Linked DNA regions of Mus musculus: region 2 is linked to region 1. Evidence: chromatin contacts called from public HiChIP or PLAC-seq data. All regions are on one chromosome and are shown on one strand. Each heading gives the region's core, a stretch centred on a gene start, on an enhancer-like site or on the middle of the called end of the contact. The rest is flanking DNA. Distances are from core to core; before and after follow the strand shown. Region 1 has its middle 45 kb from the start of Gm38579. Region 2 has its middle 150 kb from the start of Gm25633.

The links. HiChIP or PLAC-seq counts read pairs in DNA pulled down with a chosen protein or histone mark.
Region 2: an H3K4me3 HiChIP or PLAC-seq map of forebrain shows a contact between it and region 1, with 6 times the contacts expected there. The contact joins two enhancer-like sites. A contact is called at or near these places in 1 of 15 datasets of contacts at CTCF or cohesin (the NIH/3T3 cell line) and 2 of 115 datasets of contacts at active chromatin or transcription factors (forebrain and neural tube).

What each region holds. Positions count from the first base shown.
Region 1 is chr9:50,434,744-50,440,768 of GRCm38.p6, reverse strand. No RefSeq gene overlaps it. Among named protein-coding and RNA genes, the nearest start is that of Gm38579, 45 kb to the right of the region's middle. Within about 2 kb of position 2,513, at least 42 of the 459 cell types and tissues checked have an H3K27ac peak or open chromatin away from gene starts, as enhancers often do. A contact at or near this core is called in forebrain, where this site is marked.
Region 2 is chr9:49,974,579-49,980,788 of GRCm38.p6, reverse strand. No RefSeq gene overlaps it. Among named protein-coding and RNA genes, the nearest start is that of Gm25633, 150 kb to the right of the region's middle. Within about 2 kb of position 4,403, at least 99 of the 459 cell types and tissues checked have an H3K27ac peak or open chromatin away from gene starts, as enhancers often do. A contact at or near this core is called in forebrain, where this site is marked.

The DNA of each region.
Region 1 (6,025 bases), core at 1,264-3,763:
AGAAGATGTGGCAGCCAGAGGCCTCCACGGTACCAGCTACTTACAGGGGAACCAGCAGGGCTAGGCCTTCCCTGGGTATCCCCATGCTGCTCTCCAGAGGAGGGGCTAGGGTGTTAGGAGATAGATGCCAACCTAAGGACAATGGCTATTAGCCCATTTCCCAATTTTACCAGTGGCTATCACTCCCAGGTACTGGGAAGCACTGCTCTTGTTTAAAATATTGTCCTTTTGTGACTGCATGCCCTGTGTGTGTGTGTGTGTGTGTGAAGCTCAGGTGCCATTCCTCATGTGTATCCATCAGGGTCTCTCACTGGCCTGGGACTCTCAGAGCAGGCTAGCCTGGTTGGCTAGTGAGCCTCAGGGTCCGCCTATCTCTCCTTCCCAGCACTGGGGTTATAAACATGCATATGTAAAGCTCTGTTCCTGGCCCCGCCCACTTCAGCTGCACAGCCCCCAGTGCCTAGCATTTCTGGCTCCTTGTCTATTAAGCAGGGTTAATATTTATTTTTTTTAAAGGCTGTTGTGAAGACCGCAGAAGATAAGACACACGATGAACAGTCTTCATATCTTTTACCTGTCTGAGCTGTGTAGGGTGACTGTGTTCACTCACAGAACAATCACTGTATCATGGCGGAGTGCTGGCCTCCGTTCTGTGGACGAGTCTTGGCTTTCATAAAGCGCACATTGTCTCAGGGAGACAGAAAAGAAGAAAGCTGAAAAAGAAGCAGGCTCATTGCAGACATTGAGGGGATGCAAGGGCAGGCTGATCTGAGGAGAGTGTTTGGGTATGGGGCCTAGTGGGCTTCCGGATGGGTAGGGTGGTTGTACTGGAATGGGGATTCCAAGACTAAGCGCTTAAGCCTGCTAAAACCTGGAGAAGTGCCACCGGGGCAAAGAAACCAACAGGACAAAATATATTGTGGTGGGAGGAGGCCTGGCCAGTTCAGAGGAAGAGAGAAGGTCTTTGCAGCAGAGCTGGGGTGCGTGGGGAGAGGTGAGACCACATGTAAGGGTAGCGCCAAGCTGTTCCCAAACCTGGAGCTGAGGGTTTGGGGACCTGCGGTGACCCCACAGCTGTGTTGGATGCTAAGGAGTCACATGTTTAGACAGTCCCACAGAAAAGTCGAAGGCCTAAGATGACTCTATGCAAATGACTCACCAGCTTAGGACGCTGTATGGTCGCGGCGGCAGAATCCATGCTCCTTTTGATACCTGAGTTTTCAAACTCAGTTGATAACTTTTGATGCTGACTTTTCAGGGGTTGCTGAAAGCCAGCGTACTGGTCACTTTTCTCACTAAACACCAGACGAGAGCAATGTAAGGAAGAAGGAATTTGTGGATAAAACACGGCCGCAAGGGCATGAAGCCTATGGTTTCGTTGCATCCACAGAAAGAGAGAGCAGCGCGCCTGCGCTAGAAACCTGGAACGTCAATATGGGAACCAAGGAGGCAGCCAGTGTCTAACTTACTTCCAGGGTCCGAGAAGCTCTGCAGGATTCACTAGCCACACACCCCATTCCAAAGTAGCTGTGACTAAGAATGAAACGAAACCATCCCTTCCAGTTTGCATGTATTCTTTTCTTCTAGTGGCTACACAGTCTTTAGGATACAGACTTTAGAGTAGGCTTAACTAGGTAGGAGACCCAAAGAGGCTGCTGGGCAAGTTGGTGAAAATCTTTCTTATCCCAAGGGCAGAGGCTGCTGTCTGTTTTTTTTTTTTTTTTCCCCCATAGACTCAGGTGTGTGTGTATATGTGTGAGCCTCGGCGCCACCTATCTCTCCTTCCCAGCACTGGGGTTATAAACATGCATATGTAAAGCTCTGTTCCTGGCCCCGCCCACTTCAGTTGCACAGCCTCCAGTGCCTAGCATTTCCGTAAGTCTGGCTCCTTGTCTATTAAGCAGGGTTAATATTTATTTTTTTATAGGCTGTTGTGAAGACCGCAGAAGATAAGACACACGATGAACAGTCGTGTATTTGAGTCAAAAAGGTCATTTAGATCTACTGCTCTTGTGGGTCTCCAAGCTGCCTTACTGTTGGGGATACCTGGGGGAACTTGTGATAGTATTAATTAGTTTATTAATTAATAGCTTCTTGGTTTCTGCTCTGGGGAATTCTGACATTTGCATCTGGGTTTAAACGACCTTTGCCTGTATTTCTTTGTGCCCCCAGGATGTCTCAGCTAAGGGCTAGCTTCTAGCTTGCCCAGATTTGTAGGTCCTGGTGGCTATGAGGTACCTGGGAGCCAGGTGTGTGGTCTTTAGGGATCGATCTGGGCTAAGAAGGGCGAGGGGTACGCCTCTGGAAGGAACCCAGGAGAAGCTAGGCATAACACATACATCTGCAAGTCCAGTTTGCAGGGGCAGCACTAGTGACCTGGATAGGACAGGAAGATGTCTCCTTCTTCAGGAAGCTTCTACAAGTAAAGTCTTCTTGCAGGGCCAGGGCCTCCTTGAGAGCGCTGCTCTAGACAGGCAACCGACAGGTGGCAGCAGCGGCCCATAAGCAGCCAGGGTGCAGCCCCAGCAGGGAGGACCACAACACCAGGGCTCGGGTGGGCGCGGCTCCTCTTCTGGGCATGGGGCTAGGCTGACCCTGCAGGGAGAAGGGTTCCTGGGGGCGAAGACGGTCTCAGGTGCAACGTGAGGCAGTCCGATGCGTCTGGGAGGGGGCTGGCTTGGGAGCTGGAGTTAGATCAATCCGTGGGGCATGACACACCCTGGTTTAGTCCTTATGATTTGTGGGAAGCAAGTCATGGAGCTAGGTACCCCCAGGCTTAGCCAGGGTCCTTGGTACACTGCTGCCTCGGTGTGGTGTGAAGACTTGTTTGGTTTGTGTGTATGTGGGGTAGGGGGGGCAGGGGAGAAAGATTAAAAAGAAACCCCTGGAGATTAAAAAAAAAAAAAAAAAGAAAGAAAGAAAGAAAGAAAGAAAGAAATACTGCCCTTTCTTTAAGACTCCTTAGAGCTTAGATTTCTCAGGCTTAGTCAAACCATTCTAGGCAAGAGAAAGGTTAGTGTAGAAACTGCAGATGCTAATAGGATGGGCGGTCCTTTAATTGGTCCCTGCCAGGCAAACCCAAGACCAGCACATTGCCTGGGAGGGTCAGGATTCTTTTTATTAAAAAGCTGGTTGCCCTGGAGGAGCCTCCATCGGATCTGTGAAGGTTTAGGGGGGTTGGTGAGCTCTGAGGACAGGATGGTTAGTTTGGTGTCTTTGCTTTATTCTCATTTAGTTTGTGAAAAAGGCAGTCTCTGTTCTCATACTTCAATAAATTATGGACTTATTCTCTCTTCTCTCTCTCTTTTTGGATTAGGGAAATGGCATGGTAGGCTCCAATGAACTTTAAGCCAGAAATTGATTCTTCTCTGCCATTCATCATAGTAATTGGGAAAAATAATTTTCCTCAGACTCATTTGTAAAATTGGGAACAAATGTTACCTGGGAGGATGGTTCTTGTACTGTCTGCCTAAGTGCTCTCTGGTGTGTGACCATAGTTACTGTGGAGAGCTGTCCCTATAGCCTGAGTGAGATATGCTAGGGATGACACTGGACAAGATGAACATGGGTCATCATGAATCTGGCATCAGGTGGATCTGCCCATGGGTGTGGAAGGGCCCACACTGACCAGGATAATGCTGAGCCTTGGAATCAAGCTTCAGGAATCTTTACAGAGAAGGAATGGAAAGAACCGATAGGCGGCGTCTTAGTTAGGGTTTCCATTGCTGTGAAATCCTACCATGACCAAGGCAATTTTTTTTTTTTTTTGAGACAGGGTTTCTCTGTATAGCCCTGGCTGTCTTGGAACTCACTCTGTAGACCAGGCTGGCCTCGAACTCAGAAATCCGCCTGCCTCTGCCTCCCAAGTGCTGGGATTAAAGGTGTGCGCCACCACGCCCGGCACGACCAAGGCATCTCTTAGAAAGGACAACGCTTAATTGGGGCTAGCTTACAGGTTCAGAGGTTCAGTCCGTTATCATTAAGGCGTGAAGCATGGCAGTGCCCTAGAAGACATGGTTCTGGAGAAGGGGGCTCTACATCCTTCTACTGAGAGCTCTACATCTTGATCCAAAGACAGCCAGGAGAAGACTATCTTCCAGGCAGCGAGGAGGAGGGTCTCAAAGGCCACCTCCACAGTGACACAATTCCTCCAACAAGGACGCACCTACTCCCAAAAGGCCCCACTTCCTAACAGTGCCACTCTCTGGGTCAAGCACATTCAAGCCACCACAGGCAGCAAGGCCTAAATACCACTTGGAGATGGGTTCTTTGCAGACTTCTTCAAGGAACTTAATGTTCTGTTCATAACAAATATAAATATTCTTGTCTGTTGGGTGGGAGTACCTCACTGCAGAGGCCAAGTGTTACTTTAAAGACCAGCCCCTGCTCTCCTATGTAATGCATTCAAGGTTGTGGCCACGATGGTACATTGACTAGAGTCCAGCAATGGCACCTTACACTTATGCACAGGTAGTACTGAATGGACTAGTTAAAAAAACAAAGAAGAAGAGGGTGTGAATTTGGGAGGTGTAGGTGTGTGTGTGTGTGTGTGTGTGTGTGTGTGTGTGTACATTGGTGTGTCTGTGTCTGAGGGGAATGGGGTGAATATAATCTAAACACCTTGTATGCATGTCTAAAATTACTAAAGAATAAATAAAAAATTACATGTAGGCAGTTTCCAAACAGCGTTTCTTTTATTAAAGCATCAAGATGTTTGATAGTCTTTACCTTTCAGCCCTGTAGAATGAAGAAACCGTGTGGTTTCACTGTACTCTGTGTCTCCTGCCTTCATGAAGGTTATTGTGTTTAGGGTCTGAGTTTCTAGCTAATCACTTTTTTTGGTGTTATTTGGCTTTCCATTCTAGCGTGTTTTTGAAATTATTCTGTCTTGTAACCATGCTTTAACAATCACGTGACTGATCTCTACATTGAATGGATCCCGTGCCCATTGCTTATGCTTGCGCCTCTCTCTCTCTCTCTTTCTCTCTCTCTCTCTCCCTCCCTCCCTCCCTTCATTCCTTCCTTTTAAATTTCCTAATGTCAACTCATCACTTGAGAAGTTGGAGTGTAAATTAACAAAGTGATTTAAAGAAAACGTGAGTGACGGGCGTTCTGAATGTGGCTCCCTTTGAAACACTAGAGCCTATGGAGAGGACATTCTTGGGTCTGTGTCTTTTTCATGTCAGAGGTCACTAGCTTTATTGTTGGAGAAATGAACCAGGGCCAGTATGATTTTATTCCCTTATGTCTTTTTTTATTGTATTCTTCTTTCTTCTTCTGCTCTTCCTCCTCTTCCTTCTTCTCCTTCCCCTTCTCCTTCTCTCCCTTCTCCTCCTTCTTCTCTTCTCTCCTCCCTCTGTCTGTCTCTGTCAGGTCATGTTGTACATGAAATTGTTTATTACTGCTGCTGTTTAGAATGAAGAAACTTGCTGGAATATTTCTGGACATGACTCTTCCTTGACTCCTCTTTAACTTCTCTTCTTCTTCCTTCACACACCCCCCCCCCATTTTGAAGTGGGTGGCCTTTCTGTGTTGCCCAGGCTAGCCCCAAATGCCTGGGCTCAAACTATCCACTTTCCTTAGCCTCCTAAGTAGCTAGGCCTAACAGTGACACCTACCTCTTGTTTAATTATTGATATCTCTGTTCACAGCTTCCTGTAGTGTTGATTTCTGGAGTGTTCTCTTTTATTATACATTCAGTTGTGGCTCCTCTTTCCCATTCTGAGTTCTTCTTCAGAAACGTAATCCTTAGATTGAGTTTCTTTTTCTCTTGCTATTGTCTTCTGACAGTTATTGTTTCTACTAGTGTCTAATGTAATTAGTACTTCTAGTATTGATTATATTTTTGAAACCACAGTCTTGTAATTTTATTTGAAATATTTTAAGATGATCTCCATTTTGAATTGGTTTTAGTCCAGTCCTTAAACTCCTAGGATCATGTGGCTCTCTTGTTCTCTGACTTCTGAGTGGCTGGGACTACAGGCGTGAGCCACCATACCTGCCTCGCATGTGCACTGACAGCACA
Region 2 (6,210 bases), core at 3,154-5,653, 460 kb after region 1:
CTTTGTATTCTGCCAGGCTGGTCCATGGTCTATCTCTCAAGACCATGGTTGGGGAGGTATTGATGGTGATTCCAGCCCTATACCAACCGGATCCTTTTCCTTCCTGAGTGAGGTCAGAGTCTTTTGTTCCTGGCTGACCTCACTATGTCTTCTAAGTAGGCCTGCCTCATGGGGTTATATACTTTGCTGCCTGCATGAATGGACCCGGGTGACCTCCAAGGTGGACTGAACTCCAGCCAAGATTCCTCGGGCAAAATCTGTGTTGGCCCAATGGGGGTGTCTCATTCTTTCTAATGCACAAAGGTCTTAGTGAAGGTTTGGAAAGGCTGGGTTTTAAGAAACCAAGAATATTTAAGTGCCTTGGAAATCGTTCAAGAGAAACACTTTAATGTAGTCCAGGCTTGCTGGCCAGAAACTGTGAGGTTTTCTTTGACTCCTGCACCTAACCAGATGCCCGGATTCAGGTGCACACATGCAGGTGGAGCTAACCAGGTGTGCTTATTTGAACAGAGCCAAGGGAGACAAAGGGGGAGGCAGCAGAGGCTGCGGAGAACAAGGAAGAAAGAACAGGCAGATGCATGATTGGGAGACTATACTTTAAGAATTATTATTATTATTATTATTATTATTATTATTACTACCATTACTATTATTATTTCTACAAATGGTATTTTAAGTGTTACAGCTCTGGGGGGAAGGTATCCTGGCAGTCAAGAGCCAAGGTATACCACAAAGTCACGCTGCACAACAAATCTCATACAAGACATCTATTGAGAAAGACATAACAGGGTGGCTGCCTCTTCTCATGAGAGGAACAGCATAGAACTGAGCAGGAGGCAGGCTTTATGTAGGGTTCTTGGTGGGGGTGTGTGTGGATGGCAGCTTTCCAGGATGACCTGGTATTGGTAGAATTCTGTGGCCTGACCTTGGAGAAAGCTCAGGGACTGGTGTGATTCTTTGGCCTGATCTTGGGCTTCTTGTGTGTGAGTGTGTGTGTGTGTGTGTGTGTGTGTGTGTGTGTGTGTGTGTTTAGGTCAGTCTGAGTGCCTGCATCTCAAGGGGGTTGTAAAGGGTTGTTACAACCCTTAGAACAGTTTGGGGGTGGGGGCCTGGCTACTGGTACCTCAAGGGGCTTACAGTAGTAGTATTGAAGCTCTTTCCTACCAGGAAATGACAAAGGAAAATAGGGAATAGGAGTGAGGACTGGATGTTGCAGGTAGACACATTTTATCTCAGCACTTGCTATGATTCCCTACAGGACTTTCTAGGATCTGACAATCTGCCTGGGGAGGGAGTGGTACTCCCCATCTTCTCTAGCATCATCCTCATCCCCAGGACTCCTCAATTTCTGTGGTCCAACCATATTGGCCTCTTAGATACTCTAGCTTCCCTTTTCCCTTCTTCTAGCTTCTTACCCCAATTTGCTTAACACTAAATTCAGGTAGGTACTGCACCATATTGTATGTAATTATAAAACTTGTCATTTTGTATTGTGTGACTAGAATTAAAGATATATTGCTACTTGATGGCATTAAGTTGTTAGGTGGAAATTACTCTACTTAAGAGTAGCCCATGATGCTAAGTAAGGAGGCACACTCCTGTAATCCAAGTATTTGGGAGAGAGAGATGAGTGATCAGGAGTTCAGAGCCAGCCTGGACCACAGAACAAGTTTTAAGGTCAGCCAGGACTGTGTGAGACCCTTTCTCACAAATAAGGAAGAGGAGAGTAAGGGAAAGGAAGAAGAATGGGAAGAAGAAAGGAAGGAAAAGGGAGATATAGAGAAAATAAAAAGGAGGAGAAAAGGTAAAAGTAAAAATAAACTAAGTAAATAAATAGCATACAACACTAAACCTTCAAGGAATAGATGGAAGTCCTGAGGGGTAAGGTGGTTCAGGACCTTGTGTGGCAAAATTAGTAGCAAAACTCTTCTTTTGAGAAGTTGAGGGATAGTTATATTTCTCCAGGAGAAAGTCTTGGGAGGAATCAGGTAATGAAGAGTAAGGTTTTAGGGTGTGGCAAGATGGGGCATCTTGGGAATATTTTAAGGAAAGGAAGGTTTTAGTGTATAATCTGAAGCTGTGGGGATTGCTACAACTAAACCCTGTTTTGATGATCTCCTCACATGTAGCTCTAGTAACCCATAAATTGTCTTATATAAGCAAAGTGGAAATTGAAGATGGACTGTGGTTCATGCCCAGTTGTTCATATGTAGACCAGAAATAACATACATAAAGGAATTGGGTGGCCCATGGACTGAACAATCAGGAGTATGGCTAGAAAGACCATGAAAACCTAAAAGATTATATACACACACACACACACACACACACACACACACACACACACACACACTTGGGATGACCAGGAAGTGGTTGTATTTGGTGGTGTTTGGGGTGTGTTCTAGTTTGCTTTTCTGTCACTGTGATAGTGCACTCTGAACCAAAGACAGCTTTAGAGAAGAAAGGGGGTTTGGACACAATCTATCGTTGAGAGAACAGAAACTCGAGGAAGGGGCTTGAAACAGAAAGAATGGCAGAACACTCCTTAATAGTTCATTAGCTCATGCTCAGCTAGCTTTCTTACACATCCCAGACCTACCTAGCCAGCAATAGTGCTGGCCGCAGAGGGCTGGGCCCTCCTACACCAATAACCAACAAAGATAGTCTTTAATGTGTATGGGCACAGACCAATATGATGGAGATAGCTCTTCAACTGAGGTTACCCTTTCCTAGGTCACTCTAGGTTATGTCAAGTTGACAATAAGGGTATAGGGTTCATCATAGATTGTAGATGTTCCCAGTTATTACTCAGTAGTGATTAAATATTTGTGTTATCACATATCACCAACTGCCTCTTTCCACGTAGACTCACAAAGAAGAAAACAGTATACTTTCCATTCTCACTGGTGTGTCTTAAGCACTTGATCATAGCGTGGACACGATTGGTACTCAATATTGATTCATTGGGTGGAAGATGGGGGAAATGAATGAATGGATGCCATATCTTCAAGGAGTTGAAAAATACTGAGAAAGGTGATATGGAAAACATCACAGAAATAACTAATAACTATCTGGGAGGATAGAAGAGAGAAAATTAAGGGATGAGTCTATCCACAAGGATTCCTGGAATAATAAAGTATTCTAGCATATTCTAGTAGACATAGCATAGGAGAGTGGGGCAACATCCTTCAGGCACAGAAGACCATCATCTTCCTGTACTCTTATCGGTGAGAGAAACTTTCCCAGATACAAGTAGGAATTATATCCTCTATAATAAAATTGTTGAGCACTTAAAGTTTACTGTTAAAAGGCAGGGTCTTTTTAAGAGCAATTAATACTAAGTGTGTTTTAGGGTGTGTGGGGGTCAAATTCTAAGTCAAGCATTGTGCAGAATTGTTCATGGAGCACCTCACTTAACCCTCACAACAGAAGCACTAAGGGATGGCAATATTGCTGTTTGCAATAAGGAAGCTGGACTTCTGGTTCAGTAATTCCCCCAAGACCATTCAGTGGTAAGACTTGAATACAGATGTGGTATGTCAAGCTTGAGGTGGGGGGAGGAAAGGAGGGAGAGAGAGCATCAGAGAGAAAGAGTCAGAGAGAGAAGAAAAGAGAGAGTCAGAGAGAGAGAGAGAGACTGCTCATTGGATCTGCACAGAACCTGACTGGGTCTTCTTATGACTTAGGACCTTAGGACTTTGGAAGAACACTTTCCACCGTGTTTGAGACATGAGCTGGCACTGGTCTGGAACTTGTCAATGCAGCTAGTGTGGTTGACCAGCCTTTTTCTGTCATCCCATCCCTAAGTTTACAAGTGCACAACATGGGGATGGAACTCAGGTTTTTCATGCTTGCATGGGCAAGCGCTTTACCAACTGAGCTATCCCACTGGTCCATATCTTGCTGCCAATGATCATCATCACATTAGGGCACCCAGGACATTTTCCGCCATCTTTCATTTACCTATTCACTTAGGCTGTATGCATCATCCCCTACTGCAAGGTCTGGGGGAACCTCTGAGTAGGTTTCATGCTTTTACAGAAGGATCCAACCTTTTGCAGGATCTTTGGAGCTGTGGGAGATCCCTTGAGATAGGGAATTTTTTTCCTGGAGTCTTATGTTCTAGACGATCGGCTGCAGGCCTGCCCTGACTAGGTCTTCTCCAGCTGGCACAAGGCCAGGATGTTGGGGTCAATTTCCCTGTCTGGCTATTCCTGGAAGCCTTCTGAGTTTCGGTTGCAGACAGATAAGCTAAGCACGTCTCTTTCCCGGGCTTTCCACATGACTGTACCTCCATACAACTCCTTCATTTCTCTGCTCGCTTTGATCAGAGCTCTCTGGGGTACAGTAGAGGAAGGGGAGGAGAAGAGCCTGAATTCCAGGCCTGAGGCTCCCTGGAAGGTGGCCAGTTCAGTCTGCTGAATGCGAAGGAGCAGCAGGCACACTCAGCCTCGGAGCTCCCGGGAGGGAGGCTGTGGCTGGTGCCAAATGCAACTCAGTATATGCTGTCCCTGCAGCTCAGGGTACATCCTTGCCCTGGATCTGTGGAGTACAACTCTGGATCTAACACCATTAAATTGGTGCCTGTTGGGACAGGTCAGTAAGTGCCAAGCTGCAGGGAGAGTACACAGAAGGTTCTGCTCCGCCCATCTACATACCTCAACTGGACTCATTTTTGGAAGCCAGCTGGCAGGCATCCCTTGCCCTTCTAGAGCTTTCTAAAGCAGCTAAGGGAAAGAATGACTAGAAGATGGTTCCCTTAGGATGCAGAAAGCCTCCTTCAGCAGTTGGATTATACACAGAGGAGGTGGGAAATGAGGAGGGAGGTGACTTGAGATTCCGAAGGATAACTTTTCATTCCTTCCCCCGTTTCTGAATGGAGCCTGTGTCCATCTTCCTACTGAGGCTGCCGTCCTTCCAGCATGGGCTCTGTGTTTGTATGCATGTGGGTGTACATGTATGTGTCAGGGTGCACAAATGTGGGCGTGGCCAGAGGACAACCTCAGTTGTTATTTCTCAGACACCACCTATTTTATATTTTTTATATTTTATTTTATTTTATTTTATTTTATTTTATTTTATTGAAACAGGGTCTCTTACTGCACTGGAACATGACTAGTAAACTGGGATGTGTAGCCAGAAAGTTGTTGCAGTTTGGTCTGTCGCTATGTATTGTAATGCTAAATTCTATACCCAAAGGCCTAGGCTTACCAGTGACTTCTCACGGTTAGCAGCTTTTTGTTGTGCAAACTTTGTTTCTCGATTTAAAACTATTGGTTAAATCTAATTGGCTACAGCCAATTACTGGAGGTATTAGAGATAGGTGGTGGGTTTGGAATGACCTGGTTGGAGGAGAGACCAAGAAGGATGGAGGAAGGAGGAGGAGGAGAGAGGAAGCTGCCATGAGGGAAGATGGCCAATGAGCACATGGCCAGGAGAAACAGCAAGTGTCTAGGGGTACACTACTGGGGAGCTAGCCAGGTCATCAGTTAGAAGGTAGACTAGGGGTTACCCCCCCTCCCTGGCCCCAGTAATTGTCAAAGCCAAATAAAATAACAATAGTTTGAGTCTCATTTCTTTGCAAGCTAGTTAGGGATAAACTTAAATTGCTTGTACTGCACACAAAGGCCTGGGATTCACTCATCTCTGCCTCTCCTGGGCTGGGAGTGCACATGTGTACAATGGCTATTTGCTGTTGTTTAATCTGTCTCTATCGGGTGTTCTATGGATGACAATCAGGACCTCCTGCATATAAGGCAAGTGCTTTAGCAGCTGAGCTCTCTTCTCCAGCCTCACCTGACTCTGCTTCTCCTTCCCAATCCTTCGGCAACCCATAGTGTTTGTTCCAGTGAAAGGCTGCTACGCCTGGAAAGTTGTGCATTGGAGCCCTGGAGCATACAGTCCTAGCACTTAGTGTCCTTGGCTAAAAACCCCTATCTGATCGGCCGTAGCTTCTTCTCAGCGTTTAAGCAAGGGCTCTAAAATCATGGAGGAATGTCCTGGGCCTCCTCACAGCAGGCTGTAGAGGAAGCAGGTACCTCCTGAAGGTGGCACCTCTAGCATGACCCCACGGCAGATGAGGGTCTGACTCCTCTCTAGTAGTCATTGCTCATAGTCTTGACTGACTCTCCAGGGAAAAGGTAAAGCCTTGCCATCTTCATGATCCCAGGCTACCTCCAGCCAGCTCCAGGACAAAGACCCAAAGACAAT